Linked DNA regions of Rattus norvegicus: region 2 is linked to region 1. The links are chromatin contacts, called in public Hi-C maps. All regions are on one chromosome and are shown on one strand. Each heading gives the region's core, a stretch centred on a gene start, on an enhancer-like site or on the middle of the called end of the contact. The rest is flanking DNA. Distances are from core to core; before and after follow the strand shown.

Evidence for each region. A called contact is a pair of places that touch in the nucleus more often than the background predicts.
Region 2: a Hi-C map of the A7r5 cell line shows a contact between it and region 1, with 9 times the contacts expected there. The contact joins the promoter of Plxna1 here to the enhancer-like site in region 1. A contact is called at or near these places in 11 of 12 Hi-C or Micro-C datasets (the A7r5 cell line, the Rat2 cell line, Schwann cells and 6 more).

What each region holds. Positions count from the first base shown.
Region 1 is chr4:122,943,664-122,948,882 of GRCr8, forward strand. No RefSeq gene overlaps it. Among named protein-coding and RNA genes, the nearest start is that of Tpra1, 25 kb to the left of the region's middle. Within about 2 kb of position 2,463, at least 53 of the 93 cell types and tissues checked have an H3K27ac peak or open chromatin away from gene starts, as enhancers often do. A contact at or near this core is called in the A7r5 cell line, Schwann cells and kidney, where this site is marked.
Region 2 is chr4:123,337,599-123,342,817 of GRCr8, forward strand. Plxna1 (plexin A1) reads right to left here and starts at 2,534. Exons shown (of 32, transcript XM_002729398.6): 1 at 2,402-2,534.

The DNA.
Region 1 (5,219 bases), core at 1,213-3,712:
CCAAAACAAAACTTTAAACTAGTTGGAATGAGCCATTCCTGTAATCTCTGAACTTGGGAGCTGCAGGCAGGCAGGAAGATCAAGAGTTCAAGATCAGGGGTTGGGGATTTAGCTCAGTGGTAGAGCGCTTGAAGGCCCTGGGTTTGGTCCCCAGCTCCGAAAAAAAGAAAAAAGAGTTCAAAATTGGCCTCAGCTACATGACCAGCTTGAGGTCAGTCTGGTCTACATGGGACCATTTTCTCAAACAAAAAGGAAAGTGCCATAAATTTTAAGGGTCACTTTAACAATGAGGTAACTGTGGACGGTAAGAATGGACACCAAGTTCTTTGAGGTCCTCAATGTTTCAGAAAGTAAAGGAGTTTGGAGAGCAAAACCTTTTAGGGTCACCAAGGACATAATCACCATTTAGCCCCATGGGGCTAAAGTGAAACAACCCAGGATGAGAGTCCACAGGGCAGCATCATCAGACTATAGAAGCTGTGTGTCCTCTGCCCACTTCTTGAATCCAAGCGAGCTTCTTGGGATGCTGCTCACAAAGGGTCTTCAGAATATGCCAGGTGGAAGCAAGCCCTGGCTTTGTCAACAGCCCTGAGTGGGTGCTCAGGACAGTTTGGCACTAGGAGCCACCATATTGGGACACACTTTTTGTTCTCTTAGCACTGAGTCAAGCGAGCTGAGCATCCTGTTTCTAAAACCTGAAGAGAGGTGAGTACACGGATCACACACCTCTCAGGCGTGATCAATCCCAGCAAGCCTTGCATGCAAATGATGGTTTGTGTTTGCACCAGTCACCACAAGCCTCACATACAGATAAACGTTTGTATTTACACCAATTGCAGCAAGCCTCACATGTAAATGATGGTTTGGGTTTGTGCCAACCACAGCCCACCTCCTTCCCCTCCAATTACAGTCAGGGAGGTTTGTGTTTCGGTCACTCACAGCCTTTATTCTTGCCACCAATCACAGCAGTCTCTCCCTGCAAGACCACTGGAAGAAGTTATTTAGAGTTCACCAAGACTGGTAATAACAAAAATCTTACACTAAAAGAGCCTTGAGTAGGCTACAACTTTCATGAGCTGCAGCAATCAGCTGCAATTGTTGTGTAGTTTCCTCGAGGCATAAGAGTAATCTGTCTGACTATCTGATAGTCCTTTTGCTCAGAGAAGCTAAGGAGAATCTAATAGCTGCTAATTAGGGGGTCAGATTGCCCCTCTTCCCCCCAGTGCCTTTGTTATTTGCAGGAACATGAACGTCAGAGGGGTGTGCTTACAGTAAGAACCTAGAGAATTTATAATTAACAATAAGAGTGATTTTTAACAGTGCCCAACACCATCCCAGCACTCCAGGGTCAGCGGGGTCTCCTCCTCTGTCTCAGGCTTCTCAGAACTATTGCAGCTATCCACCCGGTGACTGGAGGGTTGCCACAGTGTTATTGGGAATCTGTGTTTGAGCATAGAACACCCAAGCAACTAGAAGGCCAGAGAGTGCAGGGAGAAGGTGACTCTTTTCCTTTAATGGCTCCAACACCTCCAGCCCATGGCAGTGACACTGATAGGAGACACCCAAGTCAACCCTCAGACCTAGTCTGGCCAGTGGGCCTAGTAATGTTCATAATGGCCAAGGTATCAAGTCAGGCCCATTGGTGATGAGCTGGCCCATCTCCAGCATCTCTTTAATCAGGAAAACACTTTGGTCTTAACTGACCTGAAGCCTTTGAACACACAGAGCTCTCGTTTTTGTTCTTGTTCATTTGTATGAAACAAGATCTCACTATGTAGCCCTGGCTTGCCAGGAATTCCCTTTGTAGACCAGGCTGGCCTGGAACTCTGCCCTCTAGTTTTTGAATCAGGCTCCTCAGCTCCAGTCTGGGTAATGCTTCCTTAGTGGTGAGATGTTTGTCCCAGGTCTCAGGCCAACCCAGCCTCTGAGCAGCTGTGGCTATAGACACACCACTCACTCTGCTTTCCACCCTGGCTGCCCACGTCAGTCAGGAACTCTAGTGATCCACATTTTGTTCAGGGGAAAAGCTTCCAGGCTGGGGAAAGACTTATGTCTGCTCCCACCCATGAGGCAGGAACAGGATATGGCTGAGCAATTTTAGAGGCAGGGAGAGAAAGCATTCATAGCCCATTATGCAAAAACCACAGGGAAGCTCTGAGGGCACCTACAGAAACCTCCAGCCCAAAAGAAAACACAAAAACACAGGCACAGACACAGACACAGACACACACACACACAGACACAAACACACACACACACACTTACTTCAAAGGATTTTAAAATGTGGCACACACACACAAAAAAAAGACAGAAGAAAAAAAAATACACCCTTTGACCTATAAATTCCATCTCTGGGCACATGGCCGAGGAGAGAATTAAGGCCGTGTGCCAAGGCTTAGCTTGAAGGAATGTCCCTGCAGAGCAGCCTGTAATAACAAAATGCTGGCAACAGTCTAGACTCCAGCGAGGGAGTGGTTACATCTGCTTTGGCTAGAAAGCACAATGGCCTGCTATTCAGCTCTCAAAGGAATGGCAGGGCTGTTTACCCGGGAAGATAAGGATCATTTATTATTGAGCGGAAAAAGAAAGGCAGCTTGCGGAATGAGGACTGTGTGAAGACTGGCACATCAAGATATCACCTGTAAGCCGAAGCTGGAAGCTCCCTCCATGGCCAACAGGAGGGGATTCACTGTGAAGTGACACACAGGGCTTCCGGGAGAACCGCAGGAGTTCAAGATAAGTTCCGATGAGGAACAGTCTCCAGAGTGGAGAGCTATAACAAGCAGAGCCAAGCTTAGCGTGCACGTGTGTGCATGTGCGTGTGTGCGTGTGTGTGTGTGTGTGTGTGTGTGTGTGTGTGTGTGTATGTGTGTGTCCACACCTCTCTGTACACGTAGAGAAATCTTGCAAGGATTCAGTGGGCGGTGCTTATCTTTGGGGGGTGGGAGTCAGGTGCAGGATTCTTTCCACTGTAGACCCATTTTTCCAAGTTCTGTGTTCCGTGTGTCCTCTGTTGCAAACAAAGTCCACATTCAAAACAAAAGACCGGACAGCACAGGCATGCGCAGGAGAGCACCAAACAGAGGGGGTCCATCCACAGAGCGGCTGGGCCCTTGTTTGTTCCCTCCACAAGTACAGCAGGGCACCTGCATCTGTGCTAGTTCTCAAGGCCTCCTCTGTCTAAGTCCCGTGAGTGACCAGGCTTTCCGAAGCGGAAGCAGCCGAGGGAGTACAGGGCTGGGCTCTGCCTCTTTGTCCTCTCTGGCAGCCATGCTAATTTTCTATTAGGCTAGCTGGGCTACTGAGGATCACCCCAGTGACAGGCATCCTCCATCAGGAACAGGGTGATTAGGTGTCACAAAGCTTCCCATTGAACAGAGACCCCCACTGTGTCTCTAGGAGACCCGTGACCTCTTGGCCTCTTCTTTGCCTGAGGAGGGCTGATGGGAGGGGACGGGTCACAAAGGCAGGGGCTTGACAACGCATGGAACCTGAATGGATGCTGCTCAGAGCCGGGGCTGACCCTGGCTGGACCCTGACTTTGACGCAGCAGCCCTCTTCCAGCCTGTTGTTCTTAGTCTGCAGTTGTTCATTCATAGTAGGTGTTTGCTGAATACCTACTATGTGCCAGACACACTCTAGGCTCAAGGCTCTGGTGGTGCATGGAATAGACAGGGCCCCTGTCCTCTGAGCTTGTGTTCTATTAGAAATCACAGATAACAGGCAAATAAAAAGACTGGATGAGAAGGTGGGAGGGGGATGGAAAGAGGCTATTGTTAGCTGAGGAGGCAGTGGAGACTAAGGCTAGAAAGGAGAGGAGAGGCAGAGTTGCTTTCCAAATAGAAGGGACAATAGTATAAAGGCCCCGGGGTATGCCCAGAATGCCCAACTTGGCAAACCACGGAGTCGGAGAAGAGTTAGGGGAAACTGGCCTCATCTCTGTGTGCTGGGATAGTCCTCTTTGAAGGAGGCAGGTTACCTGCATTGACTCAGAGAGGAAAGGGAATGGCCAGTGTCATTCAGTAGGAGGCACCACAGCAGTAAACATCCCCAGACTCCTGGCCATGGGTCTTCATGGCTTTTGCTGAAGGGTAGGGTGACTGGACTCTGAGGATGCCGCAGAGCAGGGAGATGGGTCCTCCATGGGTGTGAGCCCTGGCCTCTAGCTCGAGCTTGCTCTCCTGGTAAGAGGGTGAGCCTCCTGTTCTCCAAGATAGTCCAGCCAAGGTTGGACAGCCAGCTCAGAGGATTCTCGGTGCAGAGTTTGGGGCTCTGGGCTGTACTGGGCTCTCACAGCCCTTAACAGCCAGAGGCCCTCCTCCCGTGACATCACAGAGTTTATGTAACACCAGCTCCTGGGCAGGGTGTCGTCAGCAATTCCAAGGAGACAATGCCCAAGCTCCCAGGCTGTAGCTGTGGAGACACCCTGTGTCTATAGGACCCGTCATTGTGTGCTGGGTCTGTCCTTGGTGGTGCTGGCAGCACAGCAGGGCTCTGTTTCCATGACGCTTCAGGCACACCTGAGGGCACACTGCGGTTCTGTCGGTGACTAATGGTGCCTGCAGATCTCTGGTTCACTCATCATTTGTAGAGACAGCCTTGTCCAGCTCAGGGCCATTTGGTTTTTTTTTTCCTGCAGACTTTCTGCTCCGGGTCTCCGCTGTTTTTCTCCTGTGAGGCTATTTTCTGTGCCGACCTCTCACTCGGCTTGTGAAGGGCTGCAATTTCCCATTTGTCATGTGACTTTGTTTCTTCTTTGCTTTATGTGTATTTTAAATTTGAAGCCAGTTCCTAGGCTGTCCTCTCTCAAGCCCAGCAGAGGGAAGCCACCTTGGTGTCCCTCTTCTCCAGGTGTGGAAGAGGGAAAGCTTGGCGGAGAATCCAGTATGGCTGGAGACTTGGGGTGCCTGCATTCTGCTTGTCTCACCACAGTGGCTGGTACACTGGTGGGAACCCCAGGCCTTGCCCTTCAGAACCAGATAGAGGTTCTGAGGTCCAGAATCTGGCTGGGTGGACAGCACCACACAACTTGGGGTCGTGTCCCTTGGGGAACATAATCGGGAGAAGGTAATGTGATCTCAGGATGCAGGTGGGTCTGATCTGGCAGGACGCAATGCAGTGTGAGGACAGCAGGGGGTGCTGTGGCTCCAGGCTGTAAGGAGACAGGCGAAGGGGGTGAAGAAGAGGGGAGAAGGGAGGCAGGGGGGAGAGAGAGGGGA
Region 2 (5,219 bases), core at 1,284-3,783, 390 kb after region 1:
GCCACCATCCAAACTCCAGCCTGGCCCTGGGCCCACTCCCCCGCCTCCCAACAGAAGCTGCTGGGAACGGATTGGCCTGGGGGGCACAGGGCTGCCAGCCAGGAAAGAGGGGATCCCAAGCCTACACCTATCTCTGCACAAAGACTAGCAAAGACGCCTGGGCTACTTTCTCCCTATAGAAAGAAGACTCAGGATTCAGACAGATCCAAGGTCACACAGCCAGCCCTGAGAGAAAGGAACCAGAGCTGCTGTGGAGACCCCAGGCAGTACAGGGGCCAGCAAAGGTCCCTCGGATAATGATGTCGACCTGATACTGGGTGCTGAGCTAGGCTGGGGAGAGACAGACAAGCTCTGGGTTCTGTGAGCCACCTGGCCACAGTAGCTCACAAAAACTCTCAGGTGACACCTTTCCATGTGCTCTAGAACAACCAGGTCCACTGGATGCTGGTGGGGTGGGGGTGTCCCAGTGGGATGACATGGAGAACACGCCTGCTAGACATGTAGATGGGATTAGCACAAATGGCCACAGCTTCCCCAGAATGAACAAGTGAGAAGCTGAACAGGAGGGTCACGGTAGTGCTGGGTGTGTGCGGCAGGGACCAGGAGAGAGAAGCAGGGCTTGCAGGTTCGGGGACTCAGCCAGGGGCCACTCTGGAACAGGCCTCCAGTGGACCCTCTCCCAACCCTGGTTAACACCATGGTTCTTGCTCAGAAACAAAGACCTTAGAGCCCTCACAGAAGGACAGCTTGCTCCCTGTGTCCTGCGCTGGAGCCTTATGGCTGTAGACAGGCTGGTCTTGCTGACATCTCACCTACTGGTTCCCCATCAGCTGCAAGAGAAGGATCTCCCTGCCTTGTCACCCTGCCCCACCCTGTGGGAGGTCACAGGAGTTGGTCTCCAACGGTTTACTCTCTACATGGAGGCTTCAGAGTCCTGCTCTCCAGAAAAGGTGCTCCCTGGGGTCCCATACTCCTGATAAGGAGTTCCATGGGATGTGGCTTTGTCCACCATATCTTGTCTGGTCCCAAACCCAAAATCACATTCCTCAGCCAACACTGTACACACACCCCAAGCCTTCACCCATGCTGTCCTCTGTGCCTGAAGACACCTTTGGTGGGCTCCAAGCTGCCAACTCCCCACTGCCTGACAGCTTAGCCCTGAAGCAGATACCCTGCTTTGCACCTCTGCCTAGGGCACTGGCTTGAGTGCTTCCCAAACCCAGCAGACTCTTGGCCCGCTTAATAATGCAGCACCACATCCTCCTGCTCACCCCAACAAGCAAGGGACCTGGGAAACTGGGGGTGCTCCGGGAGGGCTGGAGAAGCACAAGATAGCACCACCCTGCCGAGACGGAAGACCCGCAGCACCTGCTGGAAGAGGTAGGCAGCACCAGGAGACAGAGACAGGGGTAGGAGCCTGGCAGAGGGGCAGAGGGGCAGAGGGGCAGAGGCTCAGCTCCTTCCCATCCCCCCCAACACACCCCTTTCTTTCAAGGGGCGTGGCCCCAGCACCCCACAGATGAGACTGAGACAGCTCCAAGCACCTAGTAGCCTCTCAGAAGCCCTCTCATATCCTTCCAGGGTTGCATCTGGGGTCTCTGCAGGCAGAGGGGCCTCCCTGGAGGCTACACTCGCCCTTCCCCACAGCAGCCAGAGTCAGCCCAACACCGCCGTCGTCCTCGCCACACACCAGGCCTGGGACCGTCCAGGAAGCAAGGGGGAAAACCTCCAGGGAAGGAATGACCCGTGGAGGCCCTGCGCAGGGGGAGGCCGAGGAGGCCAGAGCCGGCGTCCTCTCCGGTGGCACCGCACCGCCCCTTGCAGCCGGGTGGAGGGCCTGCGGGCCTGGGCTGGCTGTGGCGCCCACTCGCACGCCGGAGCCGGAGGGGGCGGGGGTCCCCACGAAGCCTTGCAACTTCCACCCCATTGCCCCAGGCCGGCCCGAGGCGCAGCCTGGGACCTGCCCCGAATCCCGCGGCCCTGCCCGGGCCTGCCCAGCGCGGCGTTCGCCTGCGGCCCACGTCCCCACCCGCGGCCCGGTCGGACCCGGCGCGACACAGGCCGACATGGGCACCCGCAGGGCCCTTCCCGCGGGGCCACTGCAAACTTTCTCTCCTGCCTGGAGGAAGGGGCCGCGACTGCGGCCACAGACATTGCGCCGCCCGGATCGCAGGGCCCCGGACGCGCTGCGACCCGCCGGGACGCGGCAGCCCATAGCGGAGACCGCGCCCGGACACACGCGGGCGCCCGGCCGGAACCGCAGGACACGCCAGCCGCGGACACGCGCGCCGCAGTCCCCGCGCACACCCCCCTGGCCACCGCCAGCGCCCCCAGACCACTCGGGACCCCGGGCCGCGACGAGCCTCCCGCCGCCCGCGGGGAAAGTTGCGCCCCGACTCACCCGCCAACCCCGGGCGCGTCCCGCCGCTGGCCATCGTTGCGCCCCGCCGCTCGCCCCTCTGCGGGGCCGCCCACGCCGCGCAGGCCGCCCAGGCCGAGGCCGCCGCGCCCGGGCTCCGCTCCGCTGCGTGGCTGCGTCGCCGCTGCCCAGCATGAATGGGGCGCTGAGCTCCGCGCGGCTGCGGACCGGCCTCGCTCTCGCCGCCCCGCGGAGCGCCGTGCCGCGCGCATGCGCCGGCCGAAGCCGGGGGCGGGGCCGGGGGGCGGGGCGGGACCTGCGATGGCCGGCAGGGGGCGCTCGGGCCCGCGGCGAGAGCGCGCTCGCCGGGCCCCACCGCTTGCCTTCAAAGGGCGATGGCCACATCAGCCTTAAAACTCTGGACTAGGGTAGGGGTGGGTGAGGTGGTCCGGGTGGTCCCAGGAGTCGGTGCACTCTACGACGAGCACAGACTGGAAATACAGCTTTCGTCCACGGAAGGGTAAACTGAGTCCAGAGGAAGCACTTGCCCTGGTCCTATTGCTCATCTCGGCCTGCGCACCGATCGCTTAGGTGCCGCGGGCCCCAGGCGGTGGTGCGTGCCAGGATGCCTAAGCTCAGGGGACGACTGTCCCGTCCCGTACTCGGTTCTGCAGCTGTGCGTGTTAGAACTACCCCAGAAAGATAAGAGACCTCGCCGGGCCGACCGCGGGCGCGGGGGTGGCCTGCAGAGCTGGGTGCGCCAGGTTTGGGTCGCCTAGAGAATCTTTCTAAATAAGGCCACCCAGTGCAAGGTATCCAGACCAAAGCATGCAGCTGCACGCAGAACACAACAGAGCAACCAGAAAAGGTGGTCGTGGGGGGGCGGGGGGCGAGCGCTGACTAGGCACAGCCTGTTGGGGACCCAGTGCAGCTCACCCGGTAAGGCCCATTGTCCCTACTCAATCCTCTCCCAGGCAGCCATCAAACTCTTTCCCTGTGCTCATCCTTGCCTGGCTTTTCTCTGGGTGTGACCGTTTATATTCTGTCTCCCTGAATGACATATTCTTTTGTGTAGCTTGTTTGGGGATGTTATAGAAATGGTATCCCACCATCCTCTCTGATAGGAATGCAGGGTTCTGTGGTTAGTCTTTGCTCTCACTGTGTGGCATGGACCGTTTTGGATAATCAACCCTCCCTTCTGCTACTGGACTGGGATTCCCCACTCTAGACCTTGGTAGTTAGGTCTCTAGCTTCAGCAGACGCTGCAAACTTGGTTTTCCCCAGTGAAACCCACCCCTCCGCATGGTGAAGAAATATCAGCAACAGTGGGAAAGGTTATGATTTGATTTTGCCAGGCTGAGAATAGGCGCTGGTTCTCTATGCTTCTGAATGGTGGTGAGACCCTTCTCCCACGGTTACATTTACCATCTGATTCCACAGGCACTACAAATATACTGAACGTACAAATCTCTGTTGTACTGTACAAATGGGGTAGACAGAGACTGCACAGGCCGTGTGTCCTGCCCACGCTCCCTAGAGCTTGCAACCTAGCCCAGAGGTGCCGTTCAAACCATGGGCTTCGCAGTTGCACACCTGGTACAGAGCTGATATGTCTCCTTCCAATAGTTGGCTATGCTGTCCAGTCCACAGCTTCACCTCCTCACAGATTTGGTAGTCCACTTGCAACACTTTGGAGAGGTAACAGTGTGAAAGCCACAGCACACTGGGGATGGGCCTATCCAGCTGTTCCCTGAGCTGCTTCTGCTCCTTGGCTCCAGTCTACTTTTGCCCACACCTGCCTTTGCCAACCTGTCTTCCAAAGTACAGCTAGGTAGGCACTCGAAGCTCTTCCTGTTTTGTGATCCACACACAGTGGATAGGTGTCCAGAACACATGAAAAACAGCAAATCAACACGAAGAAGGCTACCATCCCGTAGGACGGGATAGATGACCTCTACAACCCTTTTTCTGGATGAAAACCAGCTAGGGGCTATTGCTTTGGACTAGTTGATGCTAATAGTTTCCACAGATTCCTCTCAGCTGCATTGTGGGCCTCTGCTGATGTCTCAGCTCATTTTTATGTGGCCTTACTGAGTCCCCAGAAGCAGAAGAAGAAAGCCAGTGACCATAGAAAAGCTGGGATTGAACCTGGGTCTGCAGCTTTAGGGCTCTTAACCACATTTTAGAGAGGAAGTGAGTCAGCACAGCTGCTGTGACTGCTGCTGCCAGGGCTCCTCCCTCTGGGTTTCCCCCTTGGGGGTCACTTCCCTGCAGGAACTGGAGAGGAGAGGAGGACTCCCAGAAGCAAGGTTCTGGACAAGGAGGCCTAATAAGATTCTTAAGACCCCTCTCCTCACATGTCCAGTCCCAGACAGTTTTAGGGTCATTTCTGCACCTGTGACAGTCTCTCCTACAGATGGGATCAGCTGTCTCTTCCTCACTACAGACAGCCCCATATTAGTGGTAAGAGGTAAGGAGGAAAGGCATAGGGAGAGCCCAGGCATGCTAAAGGACCCACTTCTTCCAGTCTTCCCCTGTTCCCACATCAGTGCTTCCTTGCCCATTTCACTCTCTTCCCACCTGCTACCTCCTTTCTGGAGGTTGTGGGCTCTTCCTGTCTCTGGTTTCCACCCATGACCTAAGGGTCAAAGTAAAGGGTTCTCCTGTTCAGAACCCTCCACACCTACATGTATGCATGTACACACACACAGGCGTGCACATGTACACACATCACACAGGTATTCGCACATGTACATATATATATATATTCATGCACTCAGACATACAAACATACATGCACTCACAGGCACTCATGCATGGGCATACATACGTGTATACATACATGTACTCACACTCATGT